Regions from separate parts of the Mus musculus genome. Here all the other regions are linked to region 2. Evidence: chromatin contacts called from public HiChIP or PLAC-seq and promoter capture Hi-C data. All regions are on one chromosome and are shown on one strand. The core of a region is the stretch at or near the end of the contact, and the rest is flanking DNA. Distances in the headings are between cores, read along the strand shown. Region 1 holds the start of Atxn1l (ataxin 1-like). Region 2 holds the start of Vac14 (Vac14 homolog (S. cerevisiae)). Region 3 holds the start of Ap1g1 (adaptor protein complex AP-1, gamma 1 subunit). Region 4 holds the start of Ist1 (increased sodium tolerance 1 homolog (yeast)). Region 5 holds the start of Wdr59 (WD repeat domain 59). Region 6 holds the start of Phlpp2 (PH domain and leucine rich repeat protein phosphatase 2). Region 7 holds the start of Mlkl (mixed lineage kinase domain-like).

The links. Promoter capture Hi-C pulls out the DNA fragments that hold promoters and counts their contacts. HiChIP or PLAC-seq counts read pairs in DNA pulled down with a chosen protein or histone mark.
Region 1: a FOXA1 HiChIP or PLAC-seq map of pancreatic cancer cells shows a contact between it and region 2. The contact joins the promoter of Atxn1l here to the promoter of Vac14 in region 2. A contact is called at or near these places in 1 of 39 promoter capture datasets (pre-B cells) and 1 of 115 datasets of contacts at active chromatin or transcription factors (pancreatic cancer cells).
Region 3: a promoter capture Hi-C map of liver shows a contact between it and region 2, with 4 times the contacts expected there. The contact joins the promoter of Ap1g1 here to the promoter of Vac14 in region 2. A contact is called at or near these places in 3 of 39 promoter capture datasets (hippocampal neurons, liver and pre-B cells), 2 of 484 Hi-C or Micro-C datasets (CD4 T cells and CD8 T cells), 3 of 115 datasets of contacts at active chromatin or transcription factors (astrocytes, effector CD8 T cells and large pre-B cells) and 2 of 9 other capture datasets (adipose tissue and liver).
Region 4: a promoter capture Hi-C map of liver shows a contact between it and region 2, with 4 times the contacts expected there. The contact joins the promoter of Ist1 here to the promoter of Vac14 in region 2. A contact is called at or near these places in 4 of 39 promoter capture datasets (the 3T3-L1 cell line, cranial neural crest and liver), 4 of 484 Hi-C or Micro-C datasets (CD4 T cells, Th1 cells, bone marrow-derived macrophages and 1 more), 1 of 115 datasets of contacts at active chromatin or transcription factors (large pre-B cells) and 1 of 9 other capture datasets (adipose tissue).
Region 5: a contact with region 2 is called in a promoter capture Hi-C map of pre-B cells, with 4 times the contacts expected there. The contact joins the promoter of Wdr59 here to the promoter of Vac14 in region 2. A contact is called at or near these places in 2 of 39 promoter capture datasets (liver and pre-B cells) and 1 of 484 Hi-C or Micro-C datasets (pre-B cells).
Region 6: a contact with region 2 is called in a promoter capture Hi-C map of the SN4741 cell line, with 4 times the contacts expected there. The contact joins the promoter of Phlpp2 here to the promoter of Vac14 in region 2. A contact is called at or near these places in 6 of 39 promoter capture datasets (the 3T3-L1 cell line, 3T3-L1-derived adipocytes, the SN4741 cell line and 3 more), 3 of 484 Hi-C or Micro-C datasets (the HL-1 cell line, embryonic stem cells and pre-B cells), 3 of 115 datasets of contacts at active chromatin or transcription factors (astrocytes, memory CD8 T cells and pancreatic cancer cells) and 1 of 9 other capture datasets (embryonic stem cells).
Region 7: a contact with region 2 is called in a promoter capture Hi-C map of liver, with 2.2 times the contacts expected there. The contact joins the promoter of Mlkl here to the promoter of Vac14 in region 2. A contact is called at or near these places in 5 of 39 promoter capture datasets (the C10 cell line, liver and pre-B cells).

What each region holds. Positions count from the first base shown.
Region 1 is chr8:109,736,163-109,739,614 of GRCm38.p6, forward strand. Atxn1l (ataxin 1-like) reads right to left here and starts at 1,618. Exons shown (of 4, transcript NM_001080930.2): 1 at 1,469-1,618.
Region 2 is chr8:110,616,899-110,620,209 of GRCm38.p6, forward strand. Vac14 (Vac14 homolog (S. cerevisiae)) reads left to right here and starts at 1,669. Exons shown (of 19, transcript NM_146216.3): 1 at 1,669-2,095. The coding sequence starts at 1,992.
Region 3 is chr8:109,777,318-109,780,520 of GRCm38.p6, forward strand. Ap1g1 (adaptor protein complex AP-1, gamma 1 subunit) reads left to right here and starts at 1,266. Exons shown (of 24, transcript NM_009677.6): 1 at 1,266-1,645.
Region 4 is chr8:109,691,985-109,695,605 of GRCm38.p6, forward strand. Ist1 (increased sodium tolerance 1 homolog (yeast)) reads right to left here and starts at 1,310. Exons shown (of 10, transcript NM_028018.2): 1 at 1,200-1,310. It also overlaps a transcript of Zfp821 not described here.
Region 5 is chr8:111,520,197-111,523,740 of GRCm38.p6, forward strand. It overlaps Wdr59 (WD repeat domain 59), which reads right to left and starts at 1,911. Exons shown (of 26, transcript NM_001170742.1): 1 at 1,732-1,911. The coding sequence starts at 1,785.
Region 6 is chr8:109,867,271-109,870,536 of GRCm38.p6, forward strand. It overlaps Phlpp2 (PH domain and leucine rich repeat protein phosphatase 2), which reads left to right and starts at 1,333. Exons shown (of 19, transcript NM_001122594.2): 1 at 1,333-1,447. The coding sequence starts at 1,349. It overlaps Gm17344 (a long non-coding RNA gene), which reads right to left and starts at 1,260. Exons shown (of 4, transcript XR_003947453.1): 1 at 1,026-1,260.
Region 7 is chr8:111,336,402-111,339,991 of GRCm38.p6, forward strand. It overlaps Mlkl (mixed lineage kinase domain-like), which reads right to left and starts at 1,804. Exons shown (of 11, transcript NM_029005.3): 1 at 1,423-1,804.

The DNA of each region.
Region 1 (3,452 bases), core at 368-2,867, 880 kb before region 2:
AATGTGAAAGAAAATGAAAACGCCATTTTGATTCTATGAAGCTAACAAAGGGGAACAAAACTATTACTAAGCTACCAATATCTGAATCCACACTTGCCAGAAACATCAATAATTAAAGAACATGGCCTTTCAAGGCTCCGGATGCAGCTCAGTTGGTAAAGTGCCTGCCTAGCATGCATCCAGCCCGAGGTTACATCTCTAGCACCTCACAGATTGGAAATGGGAGTGGACACTTTGTAATCTTACTACCTTTGAGGTAGAAAGAAGAGGATCGTGAGTTCAAGGTACTCACCAACTACATTCGATTATTTAGCAAGTCAGAAGTCAGCCTGAGCTCCATAAGACCCTCTCAAAAGAAAACAACCAAAACCAAAACCGGGGCCAACGAAGTCCTAACAACTGGATTAGCAGTATTGACTAGTACCGAGGAACCTGTTCTGTCAAAGTCAGAATATTGCAAGCTCGATCCAACTGAAGGCAACGTTTACTTAAGATAGGCATGGTTCAAGGGTACACGAAAGATGGAAATGTGGAAAAACAGATTCCTAATGCCACAAATAAATCACCAAGTGGGTACAAGTCACGCACTCATTCTTCATCAAACGTTTAATTGAAAGCACTCAGCTTTCTTTCATTTTCTTAATCCCCCAAAATGATGCTTGCCCTCTGTAGCTAAAAAAAAAAAAAAAGCTAAGGAAAATCCGTCTATGGGTCACCGAGGAGTTAGCAAACACAAAATAATGAAAGGACGGAAAGAGGCAAAAAGAAAGCTCAGCCTGCCCACCAGGTTCCCACAAGGCAAAACACTTCAAAATCTGAAACCGGGTGTGGGTGTAGGGTGCAGCTTTGGAGAATTTCTCATGGGAAATGACACAACTTGTGGCCCTGAGCTAAGGGGCAACGGAACTATTCCAGAGACCTGCCAACCTAGCCGAGAAGGCAGCTCCTCTTCATGCAGGGAATGGAATCAAGAGACTGCACACCGAGGGGGACCCAAATTCACTGAGGGAGAGGTGCGCCCCACAAAAAGGGAGCAGCAAAAAGGGAGAGACACCAGGGATGATGGCTTTTGATGATCCTTGTTCCGACAGGGGTACAGGCCTGAACTGGGGGAGTCTACGTTTAGGGTTAGTCGGGGTAGGGGGTCGGACGTGGAGGTGAGGCCAGGCCCCGCTGGCGACGCTTCCTTGTTTGGGGCCCCTTCCCGCCCTGAGAACTCGGACATCCTGACCCGCGGGGACAACCCCGTCGGGGCATCAGGGCCTGAGGCCGCCTTCTGGGCCAGGCGGGAAAGCAGCATCTAGAGGGGCTAGGCACGGCCTCTTTCGCTCGCTCTGCCCGCTGTTTAGGGGGCCCGCGGCCGGGGTGAGGCAACGGGCTTCTAGGGGGGCCCTTCCACTAGAGCTCCGAACCCAGGCCTGCTTGGCCTCAGGCCATCCCAGCGGCCACCGCTCCAGGCGACACTCACCGGCCCATCTCACGGAGCTCCCAGGACTCCTCCCGCTCGTCCCGGAGCCGCCGCCACCGCGGCCGCCGCCATCCCCGGCCCCGGAGCCGCCCCACACCCAGCGGGCACCCCCCCAAGCCGGGCGCCCGGAGATGGCGTTGAGCGCATCCCGCCCCCCCCCCGACGCGGAGAGATGACGTCACCCTGGCCTGGGAGCGCCGCCTACTTACACAGGAGGAAACTGGCCGCCTGCCCATCGTACCCAGCGCCCCCCTTTGGTGGGAAAATGAACGCCTGTCCCACTGAATGGGTCCAGGGAGTAGGTGATGTTTCCTTAAAAAGCTCCCAGACCTGGATTCCCTGGAGAAGTTTTCACAAGCTGTCACTAGAAGTCCAGATAGTGGAGATCCCTGGGGCCTTGTTTATGATGCCCCAGAATTTACTGGAGTAGAAAGATGGAAGGGTCATTGTAGGGTCAGGGTGAGAGAGAGCTGGGCCCAGACCTTTTCAAGGGTCAAGAGCCTTGTAAAGTTAGAAATAGCCTGAGGCAGCCAAAAAAAAAAAAAAAAAAAAAAAAAAGTGTGCCTGTGCAGGACCTAGAAAAAGATGAAAAAGTACTGAAGACCTGGGAGTGGGTGAGCAATAAGGACGGGATTCTTACTACAGTGGAAAGCAGGTTGGCTTAGTGAATACAGGGCTTGGCTACTGGTTTGGAATATTGTCACCCATATAATGCCAGTTCATACTAAATACTTGAATGAAAGTTTGATTGGCTTAAGCAGACACAAAAATGAATGGCTGATTTAGGTTGCTGATTGGAGGGGGAGGATTTTTTTTTTCTTATTTGTTCATTTGTTTTTGAGACAGGGTCACAAGTAGCTCAGAGTGGTTTTGAACTCACTGTGTAGTTTAGGGTGAACTTGAACTCTTAACCGTCCTGCCTCTATCTCTCAAGTTGATGGTATCACTGGTGCATTCGTTTCTTTTCTGTTGCTGGGATAAGACACAATCAAGGCAACTGCCAGAAGGATTTGAGTTTGTGGTTCCATTTGAGAGGGTTAGGAGTCCATTGTGGTGGGAAAGCTTGGCAGGGAGCAGCAGCCATAGAGGCTGGAGCAGAGAGGAGGGGGTCACATCTAGAACTTAGAAGCACAAAGCAGAGAGACTGAACCTGGAATTGCCTGTGGCTCTGAGCCTCAAAGCCAGGTCCCTAGTGACATAGGGACTCTAACAAGGCCATACATACCTTAATAGTGCCACTAACTGGCCACCAAGAGTTAAACATCTAAGCCTATATCGAAGTTTCTCATTCAAACCACCACAGCAGGCAAGCCCCACATTTGGCCAATAGTTGGTCTTGTGTTCAGATTACATTTATACAGAAAAAGTGATTATGCGTGTTTTATATAAAAGAGAGAGAGAGAGAGAGAGAGAGAAAACAGAAGTGTTGGGAGCCGCGCCCACATTCGCCGTTACAAGATGGCGCTGACAGCTGTGTTCTAAGTGGTAAACAAATAATCTGCGCATGTGCCAAGGGTATCTTATGACTACTTGTGCTCTGCCTTCCCCGTGACGTCAACTCGGCCGATGGGCTGCAGCCAATCAGGGAGTGACACGTCCGAGGCGAAGGAGAATGCTCCTGAAGAGGGACGGGGTTTCGTTTTCTCTTTCTCTTGCTTCTTGCTCTCTTGCTTCTTGCTCTCTTGCTTCTTGCTCTCTTGCTTCCTGCACCCTGGCTCCTGAAGATGTAAGAAATAAAGCTTTGCCGCAGAAGATTCTGGTCTGTGGTGTTCTTCCTGGCCGGTCGTGAGAACGCGTCTAATAACAATTGGTGCCGAATTCCGGGACGAGAAAAAACTCGGGACTGGCGCAAGGAAGATCCCTCATTCCAGAACCAGAACTGCGGGTCGCGGTAATAAAGGTTCCCGTAAAGCAGACTGTTAAGAAGGATTCAACTGTATGAATTCAGAACTTTTCAGCTGGGGAACGAGAGTACCAGTGAGTA
Region 2 (3,311 bases), core at 419-2,918:
AGGTGAGGGAGGTGGAAACGGGCCAGTTAGGGCTCCCTGGTCAGCCCCCCAGCCAAATCCATGAGTTTCAGGTTCAGTGAAAGATCTCATTACAGAAAAGGTCGGGACTGGGCGTGTAGCTCAGTTAGGTGACTAGCATGCACAAAGCCTCCCACTCTGTCCTCAGCACCACATAAACCCAGTGTGGTAGCCCACGCCTGTCATCCCAGCAATAAGGAAGGTGGAGGCCTGAGGAACCTAACCTTTCAGTTATTATCTTATTAAGGTTTTTACTACTGTGATAAAAACACCAAAACCAAAAGTAACTTGGGGGAGGAAATGGTTCATTTCGCCATATAGCTTATATCGCTGAAGGAATTCAAAGTAAGAACATAGAGGCAGGAGCTGATGCAGAGGCCATGGAGGAATGCTACTTACCGGCTTTCTCCTTAAAGCTTGCTCAGCCTACTTTCTTATAGAATCCAGCAACCTCTGCCTAGTGTGGACCCACCCATGGTGGGCAGGACCCTCTCACATCAATCACTAATTAGGAAAATGCCTTACAGGCTCGCCTACAGCCCAATCTTAATGGAGGCATTTTCTCAATTGAGGCTTCCTCCTCTCAGATGATTCTAGCTTGTATCAAGTTGACATAAAAATTAGCCAGGACTTTTTTTTTTTAATCACTATGCATAGAGTCCAGCCTAGGACACATAAGACCTTGTCTCAATAAGGGTGGAAAAATAAGAGCAAAAGAGGACACCTTGCCCGGCATGGGGGCTCACGCCTTTAATCCCAGCACTTGGGAGGCAGAGACAGGAGGATTTCTGAGTTCAAGGCCAGCCTGGTCTTCCAGGACAGCCGGGGCTACACAGAGAAACCCTGTCTCGAAAAAACAAACAGACAGACAGACAAACAAAAAAAAAAAAAAAAAGAGGACACCTGACCTCGGATCTCCATACATATGTACACACACATCTGAGTAGCACATGTGTATTAAATACAATCTGAGGGTTTGACTCAGTTGGTAGACTTGACCAGACCCGGGGTTCCACGCCCAGCACCACATAAGATCAACTGTAGTGACGCTTGCCTGTAATCCCTGCACTCAGCAGATAAAGGCATGAGAATCGAGATTTCAAGGCTATCCTCAGCTATAGAGAGAGTTTGAGACCCTGTCTCTAAAATAATAATTGGATTAGAGGGGTGGCTCAGCAGACAAAGGCATCTGCCGCCAAACCTGGCGGACTGGAGCTCAATCCTGGGACCCCCACATGGTGAGTGGGTGGGGAGATCCGACTCCCTCCCAAGTTGCCCTATGGCCTCCAAAGGCGCTCGTTGGTGCATGCACACACGCAGAAATAAAATGTAAAATCAGACAGATGGTTAAGATATGGTGAAAATGGTGGAAACGTTGGCATACGCGAAAGTGACTGTTAAGTGACCAAAGAATTAATGCATAAATTAAATTTGAGTTAGGCTCCCTCTATAAACTGTTTCCAGAAGCCCCCCGCTCTGCGCAAAGCTCTGGCAGTGAGCCTGAAACGGCTCCCACCACCTGCTCTTCACTCTCAGCAAAAACCCGCACCGAAGCCAGCAGCAGGTGAAGAGTGGGGTGGATCCCTGACAAGTGTGGCCAATCCGCTGCAGCAAGCACGAGAGGGCGTGGCCTGGGGGGGCGGAACCTTCGGTCGGCGGAAGGCGGAAGTGCTCGCGGCGTCACGTGACCTGAGTAACATGGCCGCGGCCCAGTGAGCGTTGCCGGTTCCTGGCGGGAGCTGGTCGCGTGAGCCGTGGGGCGGACCGGGTCGCGCGTGGGAGAGCAGGGTCGGAGCAGGGGGACCCGAGGCGGCGCGTGGCGGCGGGACGAGGCAGGCGGGCCCTGGGCGGCATAGCCCATGAGCAGGCTCCGGTGTCCGCGCGGAGCCGCACACTCCCCCGGCCCTGGCACGGCCCAGGCAACCTCGGGCTAAGGTGTCTGGAGGCTCCCAGGCGCAGCGCGAGCTGCCACCATGAACCCAGAGAAGGATTTTGCGCCGCTCACTCCCAACATCGTAAGGGCCCTGAATGATAAACTCTACGAAAAGCGGAAGGTTGCAGCGCTGGAGATCGAGAAGTAAGAGCTCCTGGGACCCCGCCCTGGCTTTGCAGCGCCTAGCGGTTCTGCTTGCCCGCGGCGAGGGTTCGGTATTGACCTCTCCGGTTTCAGCTCTTAGCACATTGCTTTAGAGCGGGAAATCCAAGAGCCCTATCTTTGCTAGTCTTAACCTCCTGGTGCTCCCAGATAGCAGTGAAAATGAATTGACTTAAGGTATGTGCAGAACCTAGCGCAGTACCTGACACATTCAGTGTGGCCTCAGTCAAAAGCCAGCTAGATCGGAGAGTGGCCTCTCTGAGGAGGTGGAGAATTTGCTTATGGTGTCCCGCCTTCTCTTTGCAGCTTCTGAAGTGGCCAAGTGTAGAAATAGGTCAAAGCACGTGATCCAATGCTCAGAAGATTGTCAGGCCACCCTCCCTTGCAAGTGAAAATGGGAAGATTTGCCCTTCCCCGCTTCTGCAATAGTATACGTGTGTGTAATAGTGCACTGGTGTTTCCAGGTGTTCGAAATAGGGAATGTTTAATTCGGTAATGTTTTGCTGAGTATGTGAGAGAGCACGTGTTTTTCCCCCAGCCAAATCTTAGTAACAGTCAGTTGAGTAGGTGGTTTCAGAAGAGTAGAAAGCAGCAGCCTGTAAAACTAGAAAAACATTAGGAGTTAAGACATCCAACTTGGTAACAGCGGACCATATGTGTCTATGTAAATTTAAGTTAACCAGAGTAGTGACACAGGCTTGAGATTTGGCACTTGGAAGGCTCGGGCAGAAATACTGTACTCGTTTGAGATTAGCATTGGTCACGGGGCTAGATCCAGTCTCAACAACAACAACAAAGTAATGAATCAGTACAAATTGTAAATTCAGCACGTCAGTTTCACTACCCATAATCTGGGTGTTCAGGAGCCAACCACTACAGCTGCACAGTGCAGACTAGAGAACATTTCAGTCATTGTACAATGGTCACATGGCCAGCCCTAAGCTATGGAGTGGTGCTCACTCATTGACTAGGATAGACTCTTTACTCAAAGTTTTTTAACCTCGGTGCTGTTGATATTTGGGAAGCACAATACTTGGTTGTGATGGGCAGTTCTGTAGCTTGTGTGATTTTTTTTTTTTTTTTTAGTAGTACCTCTGCCCTTTACCCACTAGATGCCAGTAGTACTCCATCAGTTGTGACAACCCAAATTGTCATCAGACTTTGCCAAATGTCCCTTAAAGAATCAAAATCACACTAG
Region 3 (3,203 bases), core at 16-2,515, 840 kb before region 2:
ACTGTGCTAGCATTATGATGTTCTTCTAGTCTTAGGGTGTACCTAGGGCTGCCCTGTACAGATGCCCCGAAGAAAGGTAGGAGGATTTGAATTCCGTAAGCATTCTGCTCTATAAACCGGTAGGTATGGGTTGGAATATGTATATGGGGTGTGGTGAATTTTCTGTGTAAGATGACATCTTAAGGCAGACTCCATTGTGAGAGACAGTTGTAGTTTTTCTCAAGTCTTAAATCTCATTATTTGTAAACTTTGGTTACTTACTTTGACTCACGAGATTGCTTAGCGGGCTAGGTTGTACATACGATGGTACCTTATGATCAATATGACACCAATATTTAATAAATTTGATCGTGCCCTTGGTATCCTTTCTTTCCAGCCACTTGGCATGCTCCAGAAATTCAAGGTCAAAATTGTATGGCTAGACTTACTCAGCTCAACGTCTGTATTTTGAAATCCTTGCATGAAAAACGAATGTCTAAAAGATGCAACTTCCTGTTTATGACACTCAAATTTGAAACTCAGGATTTTTGCTTAGTTCCTGGTCTTTGGTATTCAGTGTAGTCTTGTGTTTTATTCACATCTGGGATACCTTTGTTGTCAATCTATCGGAAAGATTTTATTCTAGGTAGGTCACCTTTCCTTTAAATGGGCCAAGATATCAAGGATCTCTAGGTTCACATGGAAAAGACTTGGGTCACAAGTTAGTAATTATTTATCACGCCAGGAACTGTCTAGTTAGACTTTCTTTGCTTCAGGTCATTAGTTCATTCAATCATAGATGGAAAAGCTATTCTGGAAGAGTTTTAGCTGACATTTGTCCAGATTCTTTTTTCCCCTCACAGGAGGGGACTGGATCGTAGGTGAGATTGCCGCACAAGGCGGTGGTGCTGTGCTTGGAATCCATTCTTAGGTTTCATCTTTTTACCTGTTTTCGCAAAAAAAAAAAAAAAAAAAAAAAAAAAAAATTGAAGATACCATAAAACCCTAGAATCCAAAGCCACTTGGAGCATGTTTCTAATGTTGACCAGAAACCTCTGGCCAACGAGGACCACTTAGGAATCCTTTCGGACAAAACTGGTCACACCATGTCTATGCGCTTTCCCCTGCATCTCCTCTCCGCCTTCCCCAGCTCCCTCGCTGAGCTCCGCCCACCTCAGGTGACCCCCACCGTTTCCTGGCTGCACAGTTTTCCCCTCCCCCCAGAACGGAACCAAAGTGCGACGGCTCCAGGGCCGGGCCGGAGCGTGCTAGCTCAGACTCCTCGCAGCGGTGACTCGGCAGCGGCGTCGAGCGTCATCAGTGACAGCCCCGACCCTTGCTACGCTTTGAGTCGCTCTGCCCGGCGCAGTCGCCTCCTCCTCGGCAAATAGTCCTCGGCGGGGGCCGAGTCCTCGGGTCATCCGGGGTGGGAGACGGCACGGGCTGCAGTCGGAGGGACGCGGGGCGGCCGGCGAGAGGGAGCCGGGGAGCGGCGTCTCCCGGGGAAGCGCGAGGCGTGAGGTAGAGGCGCCCTCCTCGCCCGGGATCCCTCCGCCTGCAGTCGCGGTGCTGAGGCCGAGGGAGCCGCCATTTTGGATGTTCGGTTCCTGCTGCCACTGCCGCCGCCGCCCCCGAAGCTGCTGGTTTCCTTCGAGGTTTCGGGCCGGTGAGTGTCACTCGCGGCACCGAGGGCGGGTCGGCTCTTGGGCTCTGCCGCAGCCGCGAGCGTCTGGCCGGAAACCTCCTGTCAGTCCCAGGGGTCCGGGCTCAGCCTGTGGGGGGTGGGGGGTGAGGAGGACCCAGGTTTGGGTCAGGAGGGACCCGGGAGCCCCGGGCTTGCTTGGACTTCCTGAGGGCCGACCTCGGGAGCTTCAGAGCCGGAGCTGTCGTGCGCGGTCGCTTTCCTCTTCCCTTGGCGTGGTCTGGCCGCCGCAGGCCTCCTTGAACCCATTGACTTTCTCAGGCTGCGAGGCTCCTTTGAAAGCTCGCTCCGTTCGGGGAGCTTAGGATTTAGCGGGGCCGGGCCCCACCCCCGCGTGTCCTCTCGGAGCCACGTATCAGCGTTCTTGTGTTGGGGACTCGGGTCAGATCTGAGAACTCTGAGCATTTCCCACGCAGGGGCAATTCTGCCTGGTCCCTGCAGTGCCGTCCACTGAAAGCCGGACATCGGCCTCGCCTCCCTCTAACCTTCCAACTAACTTCTGGTCCAAACACTTTCGCTTTTTTTTTTTTCTTCTTCCTTCTTCTTCTTTCTCTTTTTCTTTTAAAGAACTCACCTGAGACCGCACTATTCACTCTCCTCTCCAACTCTCGGTTCTGCGGACGTCGGTTTCTAGTAATTCTCAGGCTCTTCCTCATTGCCTGGAACTGTCGGTTCTGCTTCCCAGTTAGGGCTTGGTGTCGGAGAGCCGTCGAACCACCCTAGGGTGTATTTCCGCAGCAAATGGGTTTAAAGCAGGCCAAGTGGCTTTGGGTGCGAAGGAGCTGTGAAAATAACTTTCTGCATTTCTTTCTGTTCTGAAAGCTGAGCTTTGGGGCACTTACTGATACTTTTTATTTATTTTTTTCTTTTAGCGTTATATTTGCTTGAGCATGGAAAGCTGCCCTTGGAGAATAATAATCTGACGTAGGTAGAAAGGAAGATAACTTTTTTGGTTCCTATAGGGATTAGTTAACAGAAGAGCGAGCTGAATGGTCTCTTAGTGACCGCACCCCTCAGGTGTTTGTATAGTAATGAACGCTGCTGACTTCTTATGTTGACTTTTCTCAGACTAGTTAGATTTTAAGCATCCATTTCCACCGTTGCCTGGAGTATTTGCCAGACGTTTGATTTGAAACCTGTGGATCTTCAAAGTAATGATAGCTTCATTAATTCTGTTCTTAAAGTATTCCTGCAGTCCAGTATGCGTGAATAAAAAACATTTCACAATAATTCACTGGTTATTTCCTACATTTCAAGTTAGGTGAGTGTGGTTGAATCACACCCCCCCAGCCCGTTTTATCTCAGCCTAGGTTTTTGCATCTGCAAAAGAGAATAACTTCTTTGAGATCACAGGTGACTCGAAACCTAAGTTTATAACTTGAAGCAAGTCAAGTCTCTCAATAGTTGTAAACTTTATATTGATGCTCTATTTAACATTTTTGAAGATTTATTTATATTTTTATCTGAATGTCTTGCCGGTATTTATATGTGTATCATGTGCACACTCAGTTCCAGTGGAAGT
Region 4 (3,621 bases), core at 60-2,559, 930 kb before region 2:
AGGGGATCTGAAACCCTCTTTGAACTCCACAGGCACCAAGCACACTCATGATGCAGATATGCCTGGGACCCTAGATAAAGGGTCTAGGCAAAACACCATACACATAAAATAAATATTTAAAGAAAAAAAAAAGGAAACCTCGTTATCAGTAATTTAAGGGTTCCACATGAAATAATTTTCATAGACTACACTTCGTTTTGGGAAGTGTTGGCACTTTAAACCACAAAAGGTTACATATAATTGGGACCTGATCCCGATTAGAGCCTAAATTAAGTGGATCAGAGTCTACTTAAGGACTCTAGAGGCTCGGGTCTTGTTAGAAACCAGAGGCACAAGAAGAAAAAGAGAAAGGCTACGAAAGTAATCAGGGGAAGAAAGCATTGTTTTTATCAAGTGAAAATGTTAAGAAGCCGCGTGACTTAAACACAAGGATGCGGTGAAGTTCCCCCACGAAGGTCAAAAAACCTTGAAGGGTGTGAGATGTTAACAAATGTACCGACTAATATTTTACTAAGCTGGAAAAAGACATGCATATGGAAATGGAAAAGTCTGACTGAAACAATGAAACACAGGTTGATTGTTTGATGGAGGGATTATACTGTTTTGTTCTCGTAAGAACAAAAAAACAAAAACAAAAACAAAAACAAACAAAACCAGAACAAACACCAAGAAGGCACAACAAAAGAAATGACAGTCTCCTCCCGGGAGCCATTCAACAACAACAGACTGTACACAATAAGCCCCCGTAGCCTCCCCCTGACATCAGTCGGCCGCAGCCCTGGTCCGGTCCGCATCCTAGCTCAAGTTCAAGGTCCTGAGGGCCACGCCTGACCCCAGGACCCGGAAGAGGAGCGCTCCCTCGGGCTCTCCTGGTCTGACTCACCCCGCAGCAACCGCGGCGGTGGGGACAAGGCCTCCCTCAGGGTCCCGACCCGACCGCACTGCAGAGGGGTGTCTCCTCAGTGCCCGGCTCATGCCGGGGGCAACAGCGACGCCAGCACCTGTCTAGGCGGTCCCACCTCCTCCCACGGCCGGAGCCCGACCTCAGGCCTGACCCCGACTGCCAGGGCTTCCCCCGCTGACACGGCGCGGACGGCTTGTCCTCACGGTCCTACAGACTAACGCTGGGGTTCCGTAAAAGCGGGACGTAGATGGAAGAGGGAGACAAAGATGCTTAGGTCTAAGGAGGGCACGCTCACCTGGAGGGATCCGGACGTGAAAACGGAAGAAGCCGACTTCCGAGGAGCCGCTCGGCATCCAAAATGGCGACTCCCTCGACCTCCCCACCGCGGACTCGAGCGGAGGAATCCAAGGGGGCGGTGTTAGCCACGCCCTACCTAGCAGGGATTGGCTGCGCACACAACAAGGGGCGGAGCGAGGGACTATTTCCCACGGCGGAGGCGTGGGACCTGACTTGTGACACTTAACGTCACGCAGTGGGTTGAGTCATTTGCTAAGGGCGCGCCTTGCAATTTGCCCCGGGCGCGGCGGGGCGGGTGGAGGCTTCTCCTGGATTCTGTGCCCGGTACCCTTGTTCCAGATTCTTCCAGCCCCTGGAAAAACCGGCTGCAGACTGTCTCGCAAACGCCCGCGGATCCGAGCGGAGTCTGGCTTCCCCACTTAGCTCACCGGTCGGTCGGTCGGTCGGTCGGTCGGTCCTGGGACTCCGACCTCGGAGGGATGGTTGGGCGAGATTCAGCGCTGTGGAGCCGACTTTCCTCCACCGCCTCTCTTTCCACCGACACTGTCCGCCCCGCACCTTCACTAATGTACTCTGCACAGCCTCCACTCTCGCTCTTATTTTGTATCTGTATTCAGAGGCTTTTCTGGGCTTGAAAGCGAGAAAGAGCCTTCCTGTTCTCTGGCTCTTGGCCCTGCTATGAGGCCACAGCTATCAAGACCAAAACTGTGGCTTGTCTTGGGTCAGTGGTAAAACGAGGACTGCAGGTTACTTTGGGAGGATAATATGAATTGAAAATAACTGGCTTGTAACCATGTGCCGCTGTTCAAAGCTCCAGGATACTAGGACCTTAGAATTACACAATATTTGGTTCCCATAAAATGTTCAGATCGTTCCCCCAGCAAAATATTTGCATAGAAAAATTGTAGTTCTGCAATGAGATCATGACATTTGTGGCTAACACTTTCTACACACACAGTCCCAACAACAAAGTACAATGATAGAAAAATTTCCCCTGAAGCACAAATTAGTTTATTGGGCTCATTTACAGACCATAGGTGACAAGTCACTTAACAAGCAAGTGAGTAATCACTCTCCTTCAAATAAGCTTGCACTGGAAAGTATCCAGTAGAAATGAAGGCTTCCTGGCATGGATGGAGCCCACTTCCCTACTGCTCTCCAGCCCACACTCTAGCCCCTCCCCAGGCTACACGTAATTAGGGCGGAAGTACGTTCAACAGCTGGTATCGATTGCAGGCATACCCAGGTGAGGGTTCCAAGACCCTCTTGGCCCCTCCTTCAAATATGATGATCTTTGGGCACAGCTACATTCCTGAAGATGGCTGTTGTTTGGCTCCGATGATAGAAAAGTATCGCAGCACTTAAGGGGCAGGTTGTTCATATTTAAAGTGCCTAGGGACAACCCAACCGAAGGTGCGAATGTGTGTGGACATTGTTTAGATACAGTTTCAAACTAACCAATCCTTTTTTTTTTTCAGATGAATGTCATTAGATAATAAAGGCATACATATCAGATATTGTTATTTTGTATAAAATCTTTTCATGTAAGAAATGCCTATGTGTATAAAGGTAAAATGGCAGCCATAAAGCTTCAGTTTGTTTGTTTAATGGTGATGAGGACTGGAGTGTCCTTGCTAGCTTTATTATGTTTTCAGATACTGAAGTCAGGGCTGAAGAAATGGCTCAGTGGCTAAGAGTGAACACTGTTTTTCCAGAGGACAAGAGTTGGGTTTCCAGCACCTGTGACAGGTGGTTCAAAACCACCTAATTTCAACCCCAGGGGATCTCTGTAGTGGTTATTCCTGGTTGTCAACTTGACTATATTTGGAATGAACTCCAATCCAGAATTGGAAGGGTCACCAGTGACCCTGATCTGGAGGCTGGGAGATAGAAGTTTCTGACCTGGATCTTGGTATGGAGATCTTGAAGACAGTGAGATCTCTGAGTTCAAGGTCATCTGGGATTAAAGGTGTGGTGGTACACACCTTTAATCTGGGCTACACCTTCTGCTAGAGACCATATAAGGACATTGGAAGAAGGAAGTTGTGCTCTCGCTCCGTTGACTGCTTGCCGTGTGGGACTGAGTAACTGCTAGATCCTTGGACTTCCATTCACAGCTACGACTGAACCATTGTTGGGAATTGGACTGCAGACTGTAAGTCATCAATAAATTCCTTTACTATATAGAGACTACCCATAAGTTCTGTGACTCTAGAGAACCCTGACTAATACAATCTCACACCCGCTTCTGGCCCTTCTTGGGTACCTGCACTCACATGCAGAGACACAGTCACATAATAAAAAAAAAAATTAAAAAGATGTTCAGAGTCATTAACCAAAAAGTAGGTATACATTTGCTGGGTGTGCTGGCACATGTTTTTAATCCCAGCACTGGGAAGGCAAAGGCAGGAGCGTCTCTG
Region 5 (3,544 bases), core at 661-3,160, 900 kb after region 2:
GTCGGAGGCTGGCAAGAGCCAATACCTGAAACATTTCAAGCACTCAATGCTAATGTTTTTTAAAAGATATTGTTTTTATTTTTTATTGTTCACTTATTGACTGTGTGTACGAGTGCCACGGGATGTGGATGTAAAAGATCCTGACAGAATGTAAAAGGTCACAGAAGCCCTGAAATTGGCAAAATAGATTTCATTGTTAGCAGAATTAGCTTCACTGATTTAGAAAAATAGAGGTACACAATGCTCTGGCCACTCCTTGAAGCCGTTTGTCTGCCAATGTTTTGGCCATTCCTTGAACCCATGTGTGTGCCCACTGATGAAGCCCATTGCCAGGTGTTTGTGATATTGGTTGCTGAGAAAGAGTCAGAAAATCTCCCCAGCAACCACAGCCGGGCCAATCCAGAGTTGCTACACCTGCACCAGACTCTTTCCTTGTACCCCTCCCATACCCATTTCTTGAGAATAGACATTGTTTAGATCTGGAAATCCCCTTCTCCCTCCCTCTCCTTTCCCCCTGAAGGCCTATAAAAACTGGGCCCCTTTTCCCCTCGTGGTCGACTCCTCTACCCCTGCGTGGGATATGAGTCGTCTCCAGAGCTCTGGCTTTCCCCAAATAAAGCCTTGTGTGGTTTGCATCAAGCTTGGTCTCTCCTGAGTTCTTGGGTGTCCACTATTGTCCCGAGGCCTGAGTGAGGGGCTCCTCTCGGAGTCTTTCAGATGGAGGAAGGAGACCATTGTATGGCAGCTGGTTCTTCCTGACATGTGAGTCCTGGAACTCAGGCTGGCAAGCCTGGCAGCAGTGCCTTTGCCAGCCACCTTGCAGGCCTCCAATGTTAACAATTTTTAAAGCTTGCCATGTGCCACACTTCTTAAACATGTGGCCTCATAAAATTCTCATGCCAGTCCTGTAAGTATAATAACCTCCCTTCTACAGGTAAGAAAACTAGGCATAGCCGAGCAGTAGTGGCGCTTGCCTTTAATCTGGGAGGCAGCGGCAGAAAAAGGCAGATTTCTGAGTTCGAGGCCAGCCTGATCTACAGAATGAGTTCCAGGCCAGCCAGGGCTACACTGAGAAACCCTGTCTCGAAAAACCAAAAAGAAAGAAGAAAAAGAAAAAAGAAAAAAAGAAAAGAAAACCGAGGCGTGGAGAGTGATGTGAGGGATGGGCTCACAGGTGTCCAATCTAAGCAATACATGTATCTTGTCAACGACAGAGTATTTCCCACATTAGCAACCACTTAGGCTGAAACAGATGCTCCGCAAAACAGTATTTCACAAATTCACCCCCAAAATGGTCCAAGGTGAGACTTGGTCCAAGTAACTGAGGCTCAGAGAAGTTCTGCAACTTTCCCGAAGTCACCAAGTGCAGTCGACTACCTCAGGGAGTGGACACCTCCCCCAGTTCACTACCTTGAACAAGGTCAGAATCCCTTTAGCATTTACAATCACTATCTTGGCGTCCCAAGACCATAAGCCTGTTTGGAACCCTAAAGGCCATACACGCCTTTGCCCTAACTGTCCTGACCAGTAATCAAAGCTTCCTTAGCTATCCTGACTGACAGCTCCAGATGAGCACCGCGTCCATCTTCCCACCCTGAGCAAAGGGATGGATGAAAAGGCGGGGGTGCAGGGGTGCGGGGATGGGGGGGGGGGCGGGTGAGGGTGTAAACCACGGAAAGCGCATGCTCAGATGGCTCCATTCCCAGATGGCTCCATTCACGCACAGCTCACCTGAGAGTCTCGAAACTCCACCACCACGTTCTCGCTGCTCCAGCGCGCCGCCATCTCACTAGCCCGATCGTGGGGTGCCAGCAGGCGACCCTCCACCCCCAACCCCACCCCCAAGTCCGAGACTCCCCGCGTGAGTAAGCCCCACACAGCCTGCTAATAAATCCGGCCACGCCCAGTTTCTCCCTTTCACTTGACCACAACTGATTGGCTACCCCAATGATAGACCCCGCCTCTTCTGCTTTCTCCCCCAACCACGGACCAGGTCTGCCCCAAAACAGGAACGCCCCTTCATTTCGTCATCAGTACGAGTCACCTGGGCACCCCGCGGCTGCCGACACGCCCCCTGCCGTGAGCTCTGCTGGGAATTGTAGTCAAATGTCAGCACAGCGTCAGTTACCCAGGAAGAGCCTGAGTTCAGAGAGTAGATGGCAGTTGTCCTGTATTTTTGCTGGTATTTGGTTGGTATCCCCGTATTCTCCTACACATAGCCTATAAACAAAACCTACATCCCTACCAAGGGAAAAAACCTCTTCTGATTCCTGCCATCAAGGCTTTGAAAAATCTGAGTGCACAATTTTTTGTTTCATGCTGTACAGCCGTGCCTCTGAAGTAGTTCCTGAGGTTCTCCACGAACAACACTTTGGGGGTGGAGGAGAAAACAAGTCCCTAAAGGTAAAAACAATTTTATAATCTTACTAACATCACTGTGCGGTATAGTTCTCCCGAGGATGTGTAGTACAGAGGGAATTTACTCTGAGAGGAAGTTTAAACTGAATATTAAACGACATGACTTTTTTCCTTCTTTTTTTCTTTTCTTTTTTTGTTTGTTTTTTTGTTTGGTTGGTTGGTTGGGTTTTTTTTTGTTTGTTTTTTTTTTGAGACAGGGTTTCTCTGTGTAGCTCTGGCTGTCCTGGAACTCACTCTGTAGACCAGGCTGGCCTCGAACTCAGAAATCTGCCTGCCTCTGCATCCCAAATGCTGAAATTAAAGGCGTGCACCACCACTTGCCCGGCTGACCCTCTTTTTGATAACATCATTTTGGTTTTGAAAAGTGTTATTTTTTTTCACTGAAGATGTGTAATTAATGTTAATGGTAGTTGCCATTTAACCATAATGGTTTTTTTTCCCTATTCATGGTTTTAATTTCTAACACTAGCAATATCTTTATCCACACAGTTTTTGGAGTCTTAGACAATTTTTGAGGATGAAATAAAAATTAATCAGGAAGTTTAGCATAGTAGATACTAGTTGGCTCCTCTTCAACCCTATCCTTTGAAGTCCTGGGTTAACTGGCTTAGCATCTCTTTGTCTACAGAAGGGGGTATATCATACTTAGCTGTTGAGAGGAGCCAAGCACTAGGCCTGACATGTTGTAAAGGCTCAAGTATAAACTGTCACCAGCATTCCTCTCTGAAGATCGTTGCATGAATGGAGAGGAGGTGTAGACTCCTTTCCCCCAGCAGACGCTGGTTATAAAGGTCAGACAAACTTGTCTGTAGGCTAGGGTGACTATCATTTCACTGTCGTCTGCCTGGAACAGTCTAGGTTTTACCACTATAACCAGCAAAAAAAAAAACTTGCATCCCAGAGAACCCTTCAGTACCAGAAAAAAGAACAGTTGGTCCCTCCATGGTAGATAAATGTTTGGCAGAATGAACTGCATATTATTATAGAGTTGCGAGCAATGTGTGAAGATGGCATAACCTAAATTGAAGACCTGAAGTGGCACCTTGAAGGTGACATTTGAGTGTTTCAGTATATTAAGATTTTGAAGGGTATACTATGAAAAGGAAAAGAGTGTGAGCTTCATTAA
Region 6 (3,266 bases), core at 83-2,582, 750 kb before region 2:
AGAACCAACGCAAGGGTCTAGAGAGATGGCTTAGTGGTTCAGAGCACTGGCTGCTCTTCCAGAGAACCCAGGGTCAACTCCCAGAGTTCACCTGTCAATTTACAACCATCTATAACTCCAGGTCCAGAGGATCCGACACTGTCTTCTGGCCTCTATCATCAGTCATACACGTGTTGTGTTGCATAGACTTAATACCCATAACAACACGGAAGACCCACCTGAAGCTGGGCATAGTGGTGCACATCTGCACTGGGGAGGTGGAGACAGGAGACTCTAAAAGTTCAGGGCCAGCTTTGGCTATATAGTGAGTTCGGGTCTGCCTGGGCTATGTGTAATTTTCTGTCTCAAAAAAAAAAAAAATCCGAAAGAATTAGATCAAGTAATTTGTACATGTATAGAATGTATAGATCTAATAATGAGTATAATTAACGGGGTGTGGTGACCCACGCCTTTAATCCCAGCACTTGGGAGGCAGAGGCAGGCGGATTTCTGAATTCGAGGCCAGCCTGGTCTACAAAGTGAGTTCCCGGACAGCCAAGGCTACATAGAGAAACCCTGTCTCGAAAAACCAAAAGAAAAAAAAAAAAAAAAGAGTACAATTGAGATTTGGAATTGGAATTAGGCAGACTTATAATTTGGCCCACTAACCACAAAACTATCTTTCACTCCAGGAACAAAAAGAGTCAGCTTTTAAAATAGGTGAATTAAGACTTGCAAAATAGAAAGCGGGCTTACACACCATGTTACTGGTTGAGTGGTTGAGGACGAGAAAGGAAATCTGATACTTTGATTACAGGAAAAGGACACTGAACTGTGCCTGGAAAGCTTAGTGTACTTGAGGTGGTTTGATGAAGAAGGTCGCCAGCTATCCCTAAGAGGTGAGTATAAGCAACAGTTCTTTCACCCCCAGTGGGTGCCAGGGGACAAGACACATTTGGGAGCAGGAAGCGTCTTGGATGGAGAATTCCAGCGCCGCCCATGGTGGAGGGTTGTATCTTGTCTATTTTAACAGGTGCAGGCCTTACCTGTCACTTCCTCTGGCCGCTTCTTGGAGGATCCAGAAAGTACCAAATTGCTCTCCCTGCGCCCTGGTCCTAGGAGCTCAGGGTGGAGCGCAGCAGAGGCTTACTCCGCCTGCAGTGGCGCCAGCCTCCCACAATTCTACTCCGGCCTCGCCAGGCTGACGACTACGCAGGTCCAGCGGGTCGGGGAGGGACCGAAGGGGGCGGAGCGTCTTGGTTAGGGGCGGGGTCTAGGCGGAGGGGCGAGGCCTCCCGCTGCTCGCGCGCGCCTCCGAGGCTCGCGCTGTCGCGCCGGGCCGGGCGTCTCTGTAAATCCTTGGCCGCCAATGGGGGAGGTGGAGCCCGTGCCCGCGGGCCCGCTGGAGCCCCCGGAGCCACCTGAAGCGGCGGCGCCTCGCCGGCCCGGAGGGATTCGGGTCCTAAAGGTGAGACGGCAGGGAGAGGGAGGAAGCAAGAGGGCTGTGGCCGCCTTCGCTAAGCTGCCCGAGGCGGCGGGCGCCCCCCGCCCTGCGTCCCTGGGCCGCTTGCACTTGGCCGGGCCGCCGCGGGCCTGCTGTGGGGCCTCCGGGCCGCGCCCCCGCCCTGGCCTCCGCCGCCCTGGTCCCCGGCGCTGTCCATCCCTGACCGCCGCCCGGCAGGCCCACGCCTTCGGGCAGCCGCTGCCCCCACCTTCCTTCCTCCCCGCATCCCCGGGACCTCAGTCTCCTCGCTGGGCCTAGCCCGGGGCCCCGGGACGGATTCCGGGGGGCTCCGAGGGCCGGCCGCGCCTGGCGGGAGTCAGGCGGCGAGTACGCAGGACTCGGCGGACACCTGAAGACATCACCCCAGCTGGAGGATGGCGGCGGCGATTGGCCAGGCGCCGCGGTGTGCGCGGGCTGCGCCGGCGGGAGCGGCCACGCTGCCCTCGGGACTGGCTGCGGGAGTTCCGAACCGGCTCTCGGCTCCAAGACGCAACACCCCGCGCTTCCCGCTCGGGGGACAGTCCCGGAGGATCTGCTGCCTGTGGACCTGCTGGGCGTGTTGCAGGGTTTGGGGGGCGGGGGTGGGAGAGCAGAGCCCGAAGGGGCACTCCTGCTTGGCTGACAATCCGGGGAGAAGGCAGTGGGGGAGCCGTTATGCAACAGGCAGCTAAGCGGGGCTTTTTGGTAGAATCAGGGGAGTAGGAGGATAGGAAAACAGATGCAGGGGAAAGGGGAGTGGAGCCTTGAAGGTGAGTGATGACAAGAAGTTTCTATGCAGGAAGAATGCAGAAGGTGAGCTGAGGTGAGGTCAGCAGAGATGGCTAAAAGGTGGCTAACTGGGTGGAGTTCTCTACTAACCTCTGAAATAGTGCAGAGACATTTTTTTCTGTAGGTTCAGTATATAAACGAACTGGAATAGTGGAATGGAATTCCTCTAGAGTTCTAGAAGAGCAATTGGCAGGATTTAAAACTTGCCAAAGAAGGGGAAGAAAATTAAGATTTAATGTGTTTCGAAACCAGTCTGCCAAACATCGAAGATACTTAATGTTAAAAGCAAACCTTAAGTAATTAAATGAGATTGTTGTTGAGTAATATTTCCTTTTATTAAGATTATTAGTAAAGTAGCACAAAGATGGAAGCAGCAGAAAAATTTATTTGTTGTACTTAGTGAATTCATAAAACCAATACTCAGTAGACTGAAATTTTATTTTCTGGCACCTCCCAGTGTTAATGCATAGTTTACTTTAGACTAACTTCATAACTGTTACCTACACTGTTACCTACACTGGAATTTACTCAAGCATAAATCGAAGTGTAATTACTCAAAGTCTTCCAGATATTTAAAATGATAGCAAATAACGAACTGTAAATTGTGAGTGGATTCAGTACAGGCAAGAGATCTGCAGGACTAACTTATGAGGAAATAGTTTTGAGAGATATCAAATGGCTTTTGGTATGCAGAGGATGGTCAATTTAAAAAAAAAAAAACTTTTCTTGTAACCTTTTTGGGTCATGTTGAAATGGCCAATTGCATGAATGGAGGGTTCCTGAAGCTCTCATTTTGGGATCATTAGAAAGATTCCAGTGATGGGTCGGTCAGTCTTGATTCTTGGTCAGAATTGAGCTCTTGCCATGAAAGTCTTTCTGAAAGGCCTTCCTGGCCTTGCTTTCCTGAATTAGTTAACACTAATCCTCGTAAATAAGTGGGATAGATGGTCATGGAAACAGGCCTTGTGTGTCCCGCAAGCAGAAGTTCTCTGGAGTTGCTGAGTGGTTCGCTCTC
Region 7 (3,590 bases), core at 554-3,053, 720 kb after region 2:
AAGAATTATCTTGGAAAAATATTAAAGCAACAGAGGAAGAGTTATCTTGGGGGCTAGATGAGATATCTCAGTAGTTAAGAGCACTTGCTGCTCATAGGACTTGAATCAGTGTCTAGCACCTATGCTGGTCAGCTCACAACTGCCTATAACTTAAGACTCCAGGGGCTCTGAGCCTTACTCTACCCTCCATAAGTACCCATACACATGTGGCACACACACACACACACACACACACACACTCATGAAAGAAAGGAATAAATCCATTTACAGATCAGATCACAACATGGAGAAAATAACTCCCTGAAATTCCAATCTGCCTTTAAAACATAAGTAAAAAAGTAAAACCAAGGACTGGAGAGATGGCTCAGCGGTTAAGAGCACTGATTGCCCTTCTGGAGGGCCCGAGTTCAATTCCCAGAAACCACACGGTGGCTCACATCCATCTGTAATGGGATCTGATGCCCTCTTCTGGTGTGTCTGAGGATAGCAACAGTGTACTCACATAAAACAAATTAAATAAATCTAAATCTTACCAAAAAAAAAAAAAAAAAAGTGAAAAAGCAGCCAAACTGAAATCAAGCATGTGAGTAATTAGTTTTCCTTGTCCCCAGGATTCCTGGGCAGGAGGCACAGGCATTAATGTCAGAGTACTCTTTAATGGCTGAGCCATCTCTCTAGCCTGTCAGGACGCTCTTAGAGAAAAATCAATGGATCTCGGGGCCCAGCCATTCCCAGATGGTGAGCCCAAGTCGTCAAGGCTCTTTCTTGGATGTCTGAGAGCAAAGGAGAAAAATCTGGAAGCACTACTAAATATATTAATTACTCATATCCTCCCCCCCCCCCCCAGCCTGGACTATACAGTGAGTTCCAGGCCAGCCAGAGCTACACAGTGAGATCCTGTTTCGATAAACAAATAAATAAATAGTCTAAAAAAAATCAGATGCCCTTTAAAAAAAAAACTTTACGTTAGATTATTCGTGAAATGGGCCCCAGAAAAGGAAGAGGGCGTTCATAGTTAAGAACTGGAATCCCGCTGAGTAATGGTGGAGCATACATGCCCTTAGTCTCAGCACTTGGCAATCAAGAGGCAGGCAGATCTCTGAGATCATGTCCGGCCTGGTCTACGGAACAAGTTCCAAGTTCCAGTGCAGCCTGAGCCACCCAGAGAAACCCTGTCCTGAGTCCCCGCTTCCCCCACCCCTACCCCAAACCCCCGTAATCGTCTGTGCTGGAAATTAATTGTCCTACTGACTACCCATCTACTCTACGACTTGGGCACCTCGGGGCGGGTCCCCAGTCCCCACCTTTTGCCTTTCCTCGAATGCCATTCCTCGATCTCCATCCTCCTTGGGCAAAAAAAGGTCAGCAGAGATCTCAGCAGAATAACAGCCCAATTTAGTTAGGGAATCGAAACCAACTCACCCTAAGTTCCAGGAAGTCCAATCTGTGATTCTGGGATTCTCCTGCTTCCTCCTGCCGCGCTACAGCTCACTGGATTCTACGTGATCTCCGAGGGGCGCTCGTCCGGTCTATCCTGCGCTCAGTTCCTGTAGGATCATCAGTCTCCCGCCGCTCCCGGACCGCGGTCTTCTGCCTCGTTGACAATGCACGCCAGGTCGGAGCAGGTCCCCGGTGTCCTGAGTCCCCTCCCTTGGTGCAACCTTAAAGCTCTCGCCTCTCGGAGGAACTCCGCACCAGCCGCGGTTCCCGCCTAAAGTCAAATTTGGGCCAACGCAGCAATGCTCCAGCAGAGTCCTCAAAACCAACCTGTCCGACAGCTATTTCTGTCCAGAGTTCTGCTCCGGAAGCCGCGGCCAGTTTGACACGCCTTCCCCCGGCTTTCTACTCCTACTGGAGATATGCCAGCTTCCCACACCCGCTCTCTGGACAGCTCCCAGTTGAAGCCCCTAGTTGGCTGATTCTTTCCCCAAATCCATTAAATAGTTACTCTTCCCAGGTTCTCTGTTTGAGGTCTTGAATTTGGGGGTTGAGAAAATAAGGTTGCAGAGAGCCCTGATAGCCAGTGTAAGGGATAGCCTGGAACTTCAGCATAATTAAAAAAAAAAAAAAAGAAAGAAAAAGAAAAAGAAAACGAAAGTGAGGCGGATGTCCTGAGTCATTTTCCTCTCTCGAGGCAAAAGGCCTTGTCCTCTGACTTCAACGTGTGCACTGGCCCTGGCACGCAAACGCATGCATACCACACCGGTAAATACATAAAAATGGAGGTAACCCGTAGAAGTGCTGAGGCGGTTCCTTTAGCTGCTTTGTGTTGAATAATCCTGGGGCAGGGGATGGAGAGTAATGGAGGAAGTTTAAGGGAGTGTGAAGTTACCCAAGTAGGGGTCAGTTCCTTTTTTTCCCCTTCTAAGGTCATCTCCAAACTTTGTTATTTTTCAAGATGAGTTTATTATTTGTCAGTTATACCCCCAGTTAGCTAGTATAAGAAATAACCTTTCATTAGCTAGTTGGTGGTGGCACAGACCTTGAGTCCCAGCACTCAGGATCTCTGTGAGTTCGAGGCCAACCTAGTTTACAAATCCAGTTCCAAGAGCGCTAAAGCTCTACACACACACACACACACACACACACACACACACACACTCAGATATATGTTGAGATATATATCTCAAAAATAAAACTAAAACAAAATTTAAAAAGAGGAAGGAAAGAAAGAAGAAAATGCCGTTGGCTGACTCATGCTATATAGCTGGGAAAGAATAGAAATAAATTGTATGGGGAGACATTTTACTTTGAGGCAACATAGTTCAGGGATGTCTGGGGGGCTTAGTTTACCTGTTTTCTCACTTCTTTTCTTTATTAAAGATTTATTTATTTTATATTATGTGAGTACACTGTCATTGTCTTCAGACATACCAGAAGAGGGCATCAGAACCCATTACAGATGGTTGTGAGCCACCATGTGGTTGCTGGGACTTGAACTCATAACCTGTGGAAGAGCAGTCAGTGCTCTTAACCACTGAGCCATTGCACCTGCTCCATTTTCTCTCTCTCTCTTTTTTTTTTTTTTTTGCCCTTTCTCCCCACAGACATTCCCCACAAGATCTCATGTAGCCCAGGCTGGCATGGAATTCACTGTGTAGCCAAGAGTGTTCTTAGACTGTTGGTCCTCCAGCCTCCCCTCCTTCATCCTGGGATAACAGAAGTGCACCACCACACTTCTTTTCTGTGGTGCTGTGGATTGAACCCAGGATTCTGTGTTTGCTAGGCAAGTTCCCTATCACCGAGCCAGCCCCCTCTTTGTTTTGTGACAATGTCTCTCTAAGTTACCTGAGGAGGTCTTGAACTTTTGTGATCCCTGCTTTCTTAGCCTCCCATGTGGCTGGAATAACAGACTCGGGCCATCAGGCCCACTTTGTAATTGTTCTCCCTTGTCAGTTGTCTTAGGTCTAGAGATTTATGTATGTGCCTGCCTTAGTTAGGGTTTTACTGCTGTGAACAGGCACCATGACCAAGGCAACTGTTATAAAGACATTTAAGTGGGGCTGGCTTACAGGTTCAGAGGTTCAGTCCATTATTATCAAGGCTGGAACATGGCATCATGCAGGCAGGCATGGTGCAGGAGGAAATGA